Regions from separate parts of the Rattus norvegicus genome. Here region 1 is linked to region 2. A link is a contact called in public Hi-C data. All regions are on one chromosome and are shown on one strand. The core of a region is the stretch at or near the end of the contact, and the rest is flanking DNA. Distances in the headings are between cores, read along the strand shown. Region 1 overlaps Atp1b1 (ATPase Na+/K+ transporting subunit beta 1). Region 2 holds the start of Nme7 (NME/NM23 family member 7).

What was found. Hi-C and Micro-C count contacts between places; a contact is called where the count stands out from the background.
Region 1: a contact with region 2 is called in a Hi-C map of frontal cortex, with 1.8 times the contacts expected there. The contact joins the enhancer-like site here to the promoter of Nme7 in region 2. A contact is called at or near these places in 3 of 12 Hi-C or Micro-C datasets (the A7r5 cell line, frontal cortex and kidney).

The regions. Positions count from the first base shown.
Region 1 is chr13:79,327,516-79,334,266 of GRCr8, forward strand. The region is part of intron 2 of Atp1b1 (ATPase Na+/K+ transporting subunit beta 1); the gene reads right to left. Among named protein-coding and RNA genes, the nearest start is that of Atp1b1, 9.3 kb to the right of the region's middle. Within about 2 kb of position 1,381, at least 16 of the 93 cell types and tissues checked have an H3K27ac peak or open chromatin away from gene starts, as enhancers often do. A contact at or near this core is called in kidney, where this site is marked.
Region 2 is chr13:79,187,496-79,194,465 of GRCr8, forward strand. It overlaps Nme7 (NME/NM23 family member 7), which reads left to right and starts at 3,086. Exons shown (of 14, transcript NM_138532.1): 1 at 3,086-3,105; 2 at 3,379-3,561; 3 at 6,942-6,970. The coding sequence starts at 6,965. Blzf1 (basic leucine zipper nuclear factor 1) reads right to left here and starts at 2,621. Exons shown (of 7, transcript NM_001017494.1): 1 at 2,513-2,621; 2 at 1,822-1,899. The coding sequence starts at 1,861.

The DNA.
Region 1 (6,751 bases), core at 131-2,630, 140 kb after region 2:
AGGCCTTCAATTCCAGCACTCATGGAGCTCTCTATGCTCCAGGACAGCCTGAAACAAGTTCAAGGCCAGCCAGAGCTACACAATGAGACTTTTTGTCTCAAACCAACCGAACAACAAAGAATCTTCTGGGGCGTGGGCCAGCGAGGTTGCTCAGCACGGAAAGCACTTGCTGTGCAAGCCTACTGACCTGACTGGATCCTGGGACCCTCATAAAGGTGCAAAGAGAAAACTGACTCCACAAAGTTGTCCTCGTATACACATACGCCACATGTGTATACCATGACACACGCACCCTATACTTCTTATAAAAGTGACTTTTTTTTAAATGTAAAGAATCTTCTTGGACAGGCTAATGCAAAGTCTAAAGGACAGAGGGGAAGCTGTGGACGGGGGAAAGGTGCTTCAGAATTAGCTCATAAAGTCTTCAGCTTGAAATAAACAAAGGGTACTCATGATTAAACATTCTCCCCCACCACAACACCCGGTTTTTCAAGACAAGGTTCCTCTGTGTAGCCCTGGCTGTCCCAGAGCTCACTCTGTAGACCAGGCTGGCCTGGAACTCACAGAAATCCACCTTCCTCTGCCTCCCCAGCGCTGGGATCAAAGGTGTGAGCCACCACACCTGGCTTGATTAAATCAGGAAAGATTGCTTTTTATGTCTAAATCAATCTCAGTATATTCTAGATAATTTGTTTTTATATTACATGGGAGGCTGCCCTGTGACTTACCAATTGTGCTATGATGCAAAGCACTGAGAACCTCTGACCTCTGCAAGGAGAAAGCCATCGAGGGCAAGAGTGTGGGACAACAAACAGATAGGACTGAAACAGGGGCAGGCAGCTAGAGGGCTGCCCAGAGTTGTAAACAGGACGTTAAGTCAAGGTGATTTGCCTGGCCCTGGGGGAGTGAAGGGCACAGACCAGTGCTAGAGAATTAAAAACCAGGAGAATGGGGGTGTTTTCCTAGAACAGCCCTGGGATCCTGAGAAAGTGGACTCTCGAGGGGCAGTCATGCCTAAGATCGGAGAACAAGTGCCTGTGAATTTGTCAGGCAGAACTGGACAAAGGGCAGAACTGTGTGCCCAGGGTTACCACAGGGCTGCAGGGCTTCCCAGGCCCAGGAGGGTGGGGCAGCTGGAAGGCTGAAGAAATGAAAGGGATCAAATGTCAGAAGCTAGAACAGCCCCACCTGTCCTTCAGAAAAGAGGGAAGCCCGGAGAAAAGAGACCGCAGCCAACCGAAAGGAGACTGCATGCAGCCAGCTTGCTAAGTAACAGCAGTGTAAGCTGTGGGCCCCAGCAGAGCAGGAGACACAGCAAAACCCCACCCTGCTAGCAAAGCAACGGAGTCCAACAGACAAGCTGCACCTACAAAGTGACCTTAAGGTCACACTGAAAATAAACAAGGTAGGACCCAGGTCACAAAGCAGGCTCACCCACGTCACTGTCCCTTCTGCCCTGGCATCAGTTGGAATTCCCCACTGCCTCTCACTTTCCAGCTGTCCCTCTGTATTCTCTTTCAGGGACCATTTCTTAGGTGTCTGTATGAGGTACAGTGATGCCACTTCTCGGAAGAGCAAAGGACCATGGGATTACCGAGAGTCCTTGTCATTCTCTCACCATCCCAAGCCAAGGTCCCCATTAAGAGACACAGAGTGACATGTGCCAGACCCCCAAACATGAGTCCCTGTATCTCAGTCCTTGTTTTTCAGGACCTTGGGTTCACCCAGATGTATACGCTGGCCTCACTTGCTCAGAAGTGCGTCAGCTGCCTGCCGCCTGCCATCTGACCCGTGAAAACGATGTGTACTATAGTTACCTGCAGTGGCACCACTGACCCAGAAGAGTGACGTGCAATCAGTGCCACCCTTCTCTAGTCAAGGCAAATAAATAACGAAATCAAACGCTGGAATCACACCGATTTCCACCCCATAGCTCAAATCCCTACCCCCACCCCCACCTTGCCAACTAGGGCCTTTGCCAGCTGGTACGCCCGCATAGATCTTTTGGCTTCTGGCTTTCCGTTGCCCACTTCTAAAGCTGTTAGTAGAAACAGAACAAGGGTGAGCTCTACTTCAGTGGTAACTCCCAGAGGCCAGAGCAGAACATCCATCCTCTGGCTATATGGTTCCAAACCACGGTCCCTGGAGCAGGTCTTGCCTCCTGACTCTGTTCTCAGCACCTAAGTGTCCAATAAGGAGGTGAAGCTCAATATAGCCTTGCTTTGCCACCACCAGCAAAAACTAGTCCTGCTGCTACCTTGCAAAGTCACCTTGGAGAACTGAAACAATAATTTGAATGCTAATTTTGGGTTCTTACAAATACTTCAGTTTGGGTGGTGGTAGCACAAACCATAGTCCCAGCACTCAGGAGGCAGAGACAGGTGTATATGAGTTCAAGGCCAGCCTGGTCTCACAAAAACCTAACACTCACACACAGGTGCACGCAAGCACAGGCGCCTCTGACTTCACACTTGCCCTTTCCAGATGCACCTGCCTCTGGGGCCTCTACCTTCTGTGAAACAACAGAGGCAAACACCCCCACTTCAGGCATCAGCAGGTGTTCACAGTAGGGGGAAGTGAACAGAAGACAAAAAAGAAAAGAGGCTTTTCACTAGTCGGCATTTTGTTTATAATGTAGCAAGTTTGTGATTTCTCAATCTGCTGCTGAAGTACTTCAAGGAGAATGTGGCCATTTTAACCTTGTAGCAGTTTCCCCATTGAATCCCAAAGCTCCCGAAGCCGACTGTGTGGACCTATCATTTGATACTTCTGATGACTCACAGCCAAGTACGCTTAAACAGGTATCATCTTCCACAGAAACCTCCAAGGGCACGGAAGGCTAAGAAAAACGTTCACATGAAGGCATCGCCTGTCTCCAATCCATTCCAGGTTGAAAGTACTTTCCAGTTACAAAGAAAATGGAGTGAGAATGACTTATACGGATACACATGTGAACCTTTACCGTTACTCATTTGGAAGAGTCCCTCCCTTTAAGTGTCAATCTGAACAACCTAGGTGTTTTATTTTTATTTATTATTTTATCTGTGGAGTTATTATCAAGACTTACTTTACAGAATTCTGGGAACCAGTCCCCTCCCACTTACCTTTTGCCTTGGGGTTAGCCAGGGTAGCCAGAAGACAATAGTCCTGCCTTGAGACAATAGTCCCATCTATAGCCTAGGTACACCCAGACACCTCAAGCCTGCTCCCTTTGAAAAGTCTTGGACTAGTAGCTCACCTGTTTTCTACAGTCTACTTAGCTGGTTAACCACCCTTGGTGTGTAGAAATCAGTGCCCAGTCTAAACCAAATGCCACAAACTCTGCTCCCCGGCCCTTCATGATTTCAGAATTATCCATCAGGAATCGTCTCCGTGGCTGCAGGAGAATTACTTAGTGAGGACATTGTAGCTTTTAACAATACAATTTCACAGGATATGGAGTGTGATGTTTTGGCTAGCTCCTGACTGTGTTTATTCCCCAAACAAGGAAGGCGCTACTTCTTTATGAAAGGGATGCAATAGACAAGTTCTAGGCATTTTACACCATGGGTTTTTTGTTTTGTTTTTGTTTGTCTGGGTTTCTTGTTTTGTTTTGTTTTTGCCAAGGTCAAAGAAAGAACAAGTGTATACTTGACTTGTCAAACTTCAAAATGCAACGTTGGCCGAGTCATTAATATCCTGAAATCTGAGACCTTAGTGTGTATGACACTCTAGGGGGCCCATCCCTGAATGATGGTGGGTACCTTCCTGGTCAGAAGCTATGCGTAATAATACGTTATTGGATGCCCTTCATTGCCCAAGCCTCTCTGGAGCCGTCAAGTGGAGACTTCTAGCATGAGAGCCCTCAATGATCAATGACCTGTCCTATCGGGTCTGATTCTACATCAGCAGAAATGAAGGTGTTAGACCAACAGTCTTTCCAATGCTGTCTCTCTTCTTGTGTGAATCCCACAAGCCCGAGATGACACTGACACATCTGCCTTTTCCTCCACGATCACTTCCATTTCCTTGTTAGCTCCTCTTAGCAGAGGTCCCAGTCTGCTTACTCCCCTTCAAGTGAGTAAAACCCACTTTTCTGCAGTTTTGGCCTGACCTCAAACTTGTGGCAATCCTCCTGCCTCTCAGCCACATGAAGACATTCCATACCTGGCTTCCCAAAAATATTTCATGTTAATCACTGGGCTCCCTGCATACCTAGAAGACTTTAGAAATAAACTACTTGGGCTATCTCCTTCGGTCACCGGTTGACAGGATCCATGGGAGGGTGGGAAGAGTAGAAGTCAAACCCAAATGTGTCAGCTAGGTGATCACAAACCAACTGACAGGAAATGGTAGAAAACACCCAATGCTCTGAGGAGACAGTTTCTCCAAATCACATGGAGAAACTGGTTCTACTCCTACCTCTGAAATCAGAGAGGGCCAATCATCGTGTAGTTTGAAAAAACAGGTTTTCTGAGACTGAAGCGTGCGGAGGGGTGGGCTACGATGGCTGTGCCCTCATGAACTGGCTGTGTTCCATTCACAAAGAGAAACTCAAATGGCTGGTCCTACTCATAGTCGTCTACCCCACCTTCCTGCCTCAATTCTGGTTATCCAGGTGCCAAGAATTTGACCCTTTTAAACTGAGTTCCCTCATCATTGAGCTATCTTTATGAATAAAACAAAGAACCTCCTACAACTTAAAGAGGAAGAACAGAGAACACATTCCTACCTTTGCTCCAGGAAGCAAGCCAGGTAGGGACTCTGTGGACTCGAAATGACACACCGTGACCTTCAATTCACTGCACAGTTGGTAGTATAACCTGAAGTGTGTGGGGGTTGGGGGAGAATGGGTGACAGCCCCAGGAAAGACTTTTCCATTACACCACTGGGCAGGCCACCAGGTGAGCAAGACCTGGTGAGCAGGAGCATGAATCCACGTGGAATGCATGCATGCACGTTCGTGTGCACTGGGCTCGACTGCAGCTCGGCAAAGGGCAGCGTCTCTCCCAGATCCACCTGAGGGGAGACACTGCCGCACCCCTGCAAGAGACTGTCCTCTGGACAAAAGCTCAGATGCTGCATTGCAGGTGGAGGTGTGGGCAGGGAGAGCTGGCTTCCGTGGCATTTAGGTTCCCCAGAGCCTCTTTCTGAATGTTTTCTAATCCACCGACATTCGAATCCTTTTCAGGGAAAGCTAAGGACAACGGACCCACACCATGAAATTTAAGTCTGCAGCATCCCCATCTTCCAAAACTCGCTGTCTGCAAATGCAGAGCCTTCTGCTTCTAGTGGAAGGAGAGACAGAAGGGAGGGAGGCTGCTGCCGACAGCTGCTTCTACTGTACCTCTGCTAAGTGCTAACATTCTGCTCCTAGCTCCTGTCTGATCATCGCAGGCTATTCCTCCATAATGAAACTGAGGTCTGGTGTGGTCAGTGGTGATGGAGTGGTGGGGGCTGGGTTCAACTCCAAAGTGCCTCCTCTTCCTTCTTAGGCTGACATAACTCCAGGAAGCTCTGCCGAATAGCTCTGAGCTTTAAACACGGCTTTAATACTTACTACATTAAGGCGGCAGAAGGTTAGAAATGGCGAATTTTTTTTTTGAGCTATGAAAATGGCTATTTAATAATATGCGTCAACATCTCATCCAGGACTCTGCTCTCTGGGTGGAGTGAGCAGCTTAGATCTAACAACCGCAGCAGTAAGACCTGAGAAGGAACAGAATCTACTGCTCAGAGTCCAGAAATCACATGACTGCTTTGTCCTTCAACTTCCCTTCCATTTTGTATCTTCCCCCTCTGTCTGTGACTTTCCCATTGGGCCTATTATATTATTCATTATACAACCTACACAATTATTGCCGGGCAGGATTGCCACAGCTGTATCTGCCCCCTCTTCTCTACCCTCTCTGTTTGGAAGATATCTGGTTACAAGGGATTTCGATGTGTAAAAGGCATGCCAAACATGACCGACCATGTTTGTATTCCAGCCCCAAGGTCAGAGGACTAGTATCTTTAAGTGCTATAGTCTCGCACACTTCCCTTGCACACCTTGACTTGGATCTCCCTCCTTACTTCAAGACAAAAATGTAGACTTGGAGACATTAAGTGGAAGCCAAAAGATCAGAATACTCCTCTGCATTTATTCAGTCTGCAGAGTTAATGAACCCTTAATACCTTCTAAATGTGCGTTTTCAACATCTGTTCTGAAAGATACCAAGAGGAGGGTCCAGTTAGGGTCCCTCAGGGGGTGCAGAGTGCTCAGGACTGTCCAGGAGCTGTACTTTTCACCAGCCAGGGCTCTACCGACCTGACTCAAAGTTACCATCCTGTTTGAAAAAGTGTCAGGAGAGGAAGAGAAAACCCCACATGGTTAGGACAGGGTGACCTGTAAACTCTGCTGCTAAAGTAAAAGCTACAGACAGAGACAGGAATCACTAAGTTGGAAAAAAAACCACGAGATGACTGGGAAGGTGAAGCACTGAAAACTTCGCCTGTGACTCAGACCAAAGGACAGGAATGCATGCTTCCAAGATGAGCCACTCACATTCTTTGGAGAAGTGAGGGTTTGTCAGGTCAGACCAACTGTGGCGAGCACACTAAATATAGGTGCTCATAGAAAAGGCTGGGAAAGAAAAGAGGGAGATGGGGTGGGGGAGGGGACTGAGCACCTCAGACAAGCAGGGCAAGGTCAACTGCAAATCCTCACTTAGCATCCCGCCCTTGGATTGTTTATTTTAGAAGGTAAAGATTTTGGTTTTTTTGTTTTGTT
Region 2 (6,970 bases), core at 1,836-4,335:
GCAGAAGTACTTGTAAGTCACGTGACTGGGCACAGGCAGAACATCAAACGCACGAGCCAAAATAATACTCAGTTTCAGCGGCTGGTTGTGGTACAACCTTAGCCCTGCCGTGAGCTTCACCATCCTTCTACCAGTGGGAGCTGGCAGAAGACTGTAAGTGCTATATCCTTTCAGGATAACCTGACTCTCTTCCATACTGGACTATGAGAAGCCACTTTAGTTACAGATCGTTTTACCAGCTCATTTTACAGCTAAGGAAGTGTGCATGGCATGAAGAAGAAAATTAAATGTTTAATGAATGAGTTTATTACTCTGTGAACACATGCCGAAACTTCATTTAAACCTTTAGTGACAAACTTAAAACAACTTGGCTTTCCCTTCTACATTAAATCATTAAGTCATAGCTCCTTTTATAGTCTGACAGACTCTCGGGAACATATGTAAATTAAACAATCAACGGGTAAACTGAGATGTCACTTGGTAAATTTTAAGACAGTATTCTTCTGGCATACATGGGGGACACATGGGGGCGGGCAGCGGGGACTGAAGCTAGGCCCTAGCATGGGCAAGCAAGCCGTCCAGCACAAAGCTTTCTCACAGTCCCCATTTTACAGTTCTATTTTGAGACAGGATCTCACTAGGTTGCCCATGCCTTGAACTGACTCTGTATCCCAAACAGGGTATGAATTTGTGGTCCTCCTGCCTCAGTCTCCCAAGTAGCTGGAATTACAAGCCTGTGCCACGAGGCCCAGCTTTAGCGTCTTTTAAATGTCACAGTTATCATCTAGTAAAGTTTAGCTATTACATTAGAGGAATATGCTAGAGACAATCATATTAACCTTTATGAAGGTGAGACCCAGACCTTTCCTCTAGTCTAGTGGTCCTCAACCTTACAAATCTGAGATTCTCTTACACAGTTCCCCGTGTTGTGGTCACCCAAGTTTCCCATGCTGTAGTCACCCAACACCACATTTTGTTGCTACTTCATAGCTGTATTTTTGCTACTGTTATGTATAAATGTAATGCAAATGTCTGATATGTGGGGTTGACGACCCACATATTGAGAATCTCTGCTCTATAGGCTCTGGATAAACAGTTGCTTGGTCAAATGTGTGTGCACACTTAGCCTCTAGTGTTTCACGGTATATACTGGTTTTCTAACAGCACTGGGAAATGCTTGTGTAACCAATCCAACCCAGCATTTCCAAATTCACTTGCTCATAGAAACATTTTCACCAGATCCTTATTATTTAAATGTCCCAGACCTTACTATCTGTTTGCTAAACTGTCACAGCTATATTTCTAATGTAGAAGTCTACAATTTTAATTTTTAATTAAATTGCTTATTTTAGGTTTGGGATGAGCCCGAGTGGTAATGGTCTGCCCTCCTATGGGATGTCAGTGCTACTCACACGCTTGAGAGACAGTTCTGTTGCTATACGAAAAATCACATTTCTCTCTGGAGGCAGTTAAAGGATGTAGACAAGTGACAACATCAAATATAGGTATTCTTTTTTTTTTTCGATCCATGTAGCACAAACATCTTTTTTCCACTGGCAATAGTTACATTACAGTAAAAATAAAATAAACCGTTGTATTACCTGCCTTACTAGATAATCAAGGCGGATCTCTTTGAGTTCAAGCCCAGTGAGTTCTCAGACAGTCAGTACAACACAGAGAAACCCTGTCTCAAATCCCGCCCTCCCGCTCCCAAAAATAAACCCAAAAAACAACAATAAAAAAACAGCCCCCCCAAAAACAAAACAGGCAACCAATCAAACAAAAACCCAAGCGAACTATTATCAAAGCAGAAACACTCACCTTTGCTTTCAAAACTTTTAAGAGTAGTCATTTTTTCCATAACTAATGAAAATACAATCCAAGACTTTCACTGAAGACCTAGAAATGTATACATAGGAAAGAATCAAAGCAATAACAATATATTCAGCAAATGCTTCTACTTTAAAAGTTATGTTTTAATTATTCCTGCCTGTAGTACCCACGTTCCTCATTATCTCCTTTTGACAGGCGGTGACATATACCTGTTAAATACTGGGAAACCAGGCATAGTTTAAGTGCTCTCTGGAGTCTAGACTATAGAAGAGGTGACCACACGTCCTAAAAGCTGACTGCTCTCAGATATACACGGACTAACTTCCTGAACATCACAAATCCTTGTCCTGGGAATGCATCCTGAAACTCTATCCAATGGCAAACAGATTTAAGTCAGAAACTTCGCTGGGACCATGCAATGCCGAACGGCGAGGGTCCCTGTCTAAGAAACACCGGGTGAAGGTGTGTGGGGATGCATGGGTGCCGAGTTTAAAAGGAGAGGGGGTGGAAGCATTAAGACTGTCAGCCTCATTCTCGAGAAGTATGAGCTCAAGTTTGTCTCTGTCAGAAGCCTTTTCCCAGAACAACCTTTAAATCCAAAAACCAATGGCCTCCGAGCTCCAACCCAGACTGCCCTCTTCCCACCGCGTCTGGCACACGGACCGGCTCCAGGATTTACCTCTGATATCCTTATTTCAATGTTCACCGCTCAGGTTCTTCACTCACTCAGCAGCCGGCTAACTTGTAAACACCTCTGGCATTCGGATGCCAACCCGCCCAAGCCTTCCGGACACCTAGCTCAATCTAATCACTTCCTATTACTCAGGGTTTCATTTCCGGAGTGCTCTTCCGAAGGACCAAGCAACACTTTGTGCTGTGTGTACAATGGAGAAACACAGGGTCTACTACGCATCGGCTCAGAAAGTGAAAAGTGGAAGTTATCTACTTTTTTAAAGAAGTACCAATATATAAAGCAAGCCATATAGAAGCTTAAACTTCCGGGTCACTACCAACCAGACGGAAGTGAACTCGTTGGAAGGGAGAAGGTGGCGTCTCGTTGCCCCAGGCGACGAGGCAACGGGTGGATCTCTGAGTGAGTGGGCGGGGCCTGATTACTCCCAACCAATGGAGACGAAGCAGCTTAGAGGCGGAGTCTCGGGAGACGCCGAAGAAAGGCGGGGCTTGCGTTGCCACAGTAACCGAATCATTGGCTGTGTTGTGGTCTTCCTGTGTACAGATATCTATTTCCTGTGCTGAGATCCACAAACTATGGTGAGTGTTACCGGAGGCCCAACGAAAGGCTCCGAGACCCTGGTTACTGAATGTAAAAGACATCCTGCTTTTCTTCACCTCCTTTATCTCGCTAGGAGGAGTTCCTTCTGTCTCTGCTCTCCCCTTTTCTTGCAGCTCCCTAATTTCCATTTTAGCGCTCCTAAGACATCAAGCTAGATAGAGTAACAGAAAGTAGTTTGGAATCTAAGAAAACCCGATGAGACATTATTTCGAATAAACAGTTTATAAGTGTGCATTGTTCCTCTTTTTCAGTTTTCAAGCTTGCAGGCCCATTTCGACGTGATGCTGTATCATCACTAACCTGAATATTGGAGTGTGTTCTCCCAGGCGGCGGAGTTCTGCCTAGCATCTCCTACCAGGACCGCTTAGTAATAGATGTCTGCAGGCTCAGCTTCTAGTCCATTGCATACTTTCCAGATCTCTGTGTTTTAGCAGGTATGTCTTTCAAGATTACTTGGAGAGCTTCTAGAATTCACCAACACCACCATAAATTATGACTGATTAGGAATGGGGCTTGATAATTTGTATTTTAATAAACCTTTAGATTTTAACGCACCCATTTCTCCAGTGCACAGAGTTCTAGTGAACTCATCTTTAGTCGTCTCAGCACTTGTGAATGGTGGATGGGACATAGCAAAATGTTGCCTTCAGATGGGTATAGCTGTGACTTAGCAAGAGACATCCCTACATACCAGGCTTTCTCACCAATGTTCAGCAGTTCTTTTTGTTACCCAATCTGGTCCTTTTTTCCTGTAGAAACCTTTTCAAACCTTTACTTCACAAACCCTATCTCTCTTCTTCCTTTTTTCTCCTTTCTAGGCACTTGACAGAATCTAAGAGGCAATGTATTTAGTATTGGATTCCAAATAATCAATGATTTTATCTGTCCTTTTTTTTATTGGATATTTCTTTATTTACATTTCAAATGTTATTCTCTTTCCTGGTTTCCTGTCCATAAGCCACCTTCCCCTCCCCTCCCCGTCTTCTGTAAGGGTGTTCCTCTCCCCATTCACCCCTCCTTACGGCCCCCACCCCCGGACATTCCCTTACATTGTGGTCCCAACCTTGGCAGTAACAAGAACTTCTCCTTTCATTAGTGCCCAACAAGACCATCCTCTACTACATATGTAGCTGGAGCCATGGGTCAGTCCATGTATAGTCTTTGGGTAGTAGTTTAGTCCCTGGAAACTCTGGTTGGTTGGCATTGTTGTTCTTATGGGGTTGCAAGCCCCTTCAGCTTCTTCAGTCCTCTCTCTAATTCCTCCAACGGGGGTCCCGTTCTCAGTTCAGTAGTTTGCTGCTAGTTCGCCTATGTATTTGCCGTATTCTGGCTGTGTCTACACCCGGTTCCTGTCGGCCTGCGCTTCTTAGCTTCATCCATCTTATCTAGTTTGGTGGCTGTATATGTATGGGCCACATGTGGAGCAGGCTCTGAATGGCCCTCCCTCCAGTCTCTGCTCTAACTTTGCCTTCCCATCCCCTCCTATGAAGATTTTATCCGTTCTGTAGCCTTGTATTTATACTTTAAAGAAGGAAGTGCGGAAGTGACCTTTCATCTGCATTTGCTCTTAATTTCACTTGCTCCATCTGTTGTATCCATTTGTTACATGAAGTTAGCCGGCATTTGATCTGTTCTGTGTGTGTGCGTTATGTGCGTGTGTTGTATGCTAATTATTATGCAAGTATATTTCTTACTGTGATTCATGATTCATCAAAATCAAAACTTGGTCTTAGTGCAGGAAGAGTGAATTTCTCCGGGCATGCAGACTTAGAGACGGTGCTCTTACTGTTCGTTGGAAAAACTGAAATTTTTTTTTAAAAAGAGGCCTAAAAACAGTTAAGTAAAAATCTCAGTCCCCCCCCCCCCATCTAGATCTTTCTCATTTGCTGTCAGTCCTTTCTGAGAAGCAGTGAAATGTTTTGAAAGGAGAGGAGGCTAGATGTCCCGTTGCGCGTGCGCGCGCGTGCGCACACACACACACACACACACACACACACACACACACACACACACGGCAGAGAGAGAGAGAGAGAGAGAGAGAGAGAGAGAGAGAGAGAGAGAGAGAGTAAAGTAGTTTGAGGATATGACATGACAAGCAGTTAAGGCCATCTCAGATGGTTTCAAACTGAAATATTAGTAATAGAAGAGCTCTCAGGTGGCTCCAGATTCTGTGAGGCAAGGTGAGTGCAGAGGTTAATTAGAATCTGGGGGGATAGAGGACTGGAGAAGGTGGGCAGGAACCCAAGATACTGAAATATATGGAGCTTGGAAAGAATTTTAGATTTTATTTTAGATGTATTAGCATAATGTGTCTCATACGTTTTATTTGTTCGATTATTTAAATTGTTTCCCCTTGACTCTACCTTGAAACTTGAACCATATTAATTTGGCTCATCAGTGCCATTTTTTTTTTTCTGATCTGTAACCCTTACTGTTGAACTTTCTTGGAAAATATCCTCTTTTTGGAGACCAGAGATTCCTAATTTCTCTCTTCGTAAGTGCTGTTTTGTAATTTGGCTGTCCTTTTCTGGCCTTTTTTAGTTTCCATAGTACCCTCCATGGGTGTGGAGGTACGGTATTCTCAGAGGCTCTTATATGGCCTTTCCTGAATGCTCTACTCTTCTAATCCTCGCAGCATAGTATACATCTGAGATAGAAACATCACACTAACTTCTTAAACGCAGAAAGCATCAGATCGCTTTCTTTAAGGGGCTCATAGTGTAAGTCTTATGAGTCTTAGTTTAACAAACACTAAAAAAGGAATCCAGTGTTGTTTGTAGCCTCGTTATAGCAATCTTGTTATAATTTAATGATATGATGCTTACCTTAGTGCTTTACGTTCTGTAAACATTATTCTTAGTTGCTATTACTGCTGTTCATAATTTATTTGTTGATAATTTCATATATATATGTATATTACTTTCTGATTATTGTCATGCTCACCTTCTCTTATCTCCCTCCTAACATAATTACTAGACCCACTAGTCCCTCTTTTGCATTTATGTCTTCTTATTTTGTTTTGTGACCCACTGAGTTGAACAGGAGGAGCCATCTATGTGATTAGGGATTTGTAACCGTCCATTAGAGCTTGGTGGGCTCATGAGTGGGTAAACAACTGAAGGCAACATCTAGCTCTCCCCCAGAATCCATCCATCAGGAGACATCAGTTCAGCAGGGAGGAGGAGTGCCACGTGGGTTCCTACCTTATCTATGATTGCCATTTGACCCGGTCTTGTTCAAACCCATTTTGATGCAAGACTATGATTCCACTGATCGAGTCACGTTGGTGACACAGTGTTCTGTAGCACTTCTCACTGCACTGGGGCTTTTACATTCTCTCTGCCCCTCTTCAGTCAGCCTTTGCTCCTCAGGAAAGGGGGTAGGAATGTCACGGTTAGGGTGGAGCATGTCTTCTCAGTGTCTCGAACAGTCATACATGTCTGCGTTCATCAGTGTTCATTATGAGAAATATTTCTCTGATTGAGAATGAAAGTACAATTTGTCTGTGTGTATAAAACTAAGTATTTAGAAGACTACTTGGCCCTGTCAGTTTAGCTAAGCAACAGAGATAAGTTCCCCACTTGGTTGCTAACCCTCCTTAGCCATGGTATCTTAACTGGGTTTACAGTACCATGCATGAACTCCTCCCTTCTCGGGTAGGGAGGCCTGGAAACTGAGCAGAGTGCTTGGTTTTCCCCCTCACGGTTGGGCTGTTGTTGCAGTGATGTTGCGTCTTTCCTGCAGGTTGGTATTGGAGTTTGTGGGGTCATCCTGTGGGGATTGATGGTCATTGATGCCTTCTCTTCCCCAACAGCCGGCATTGCATCCTCGGGCAGCATGAAA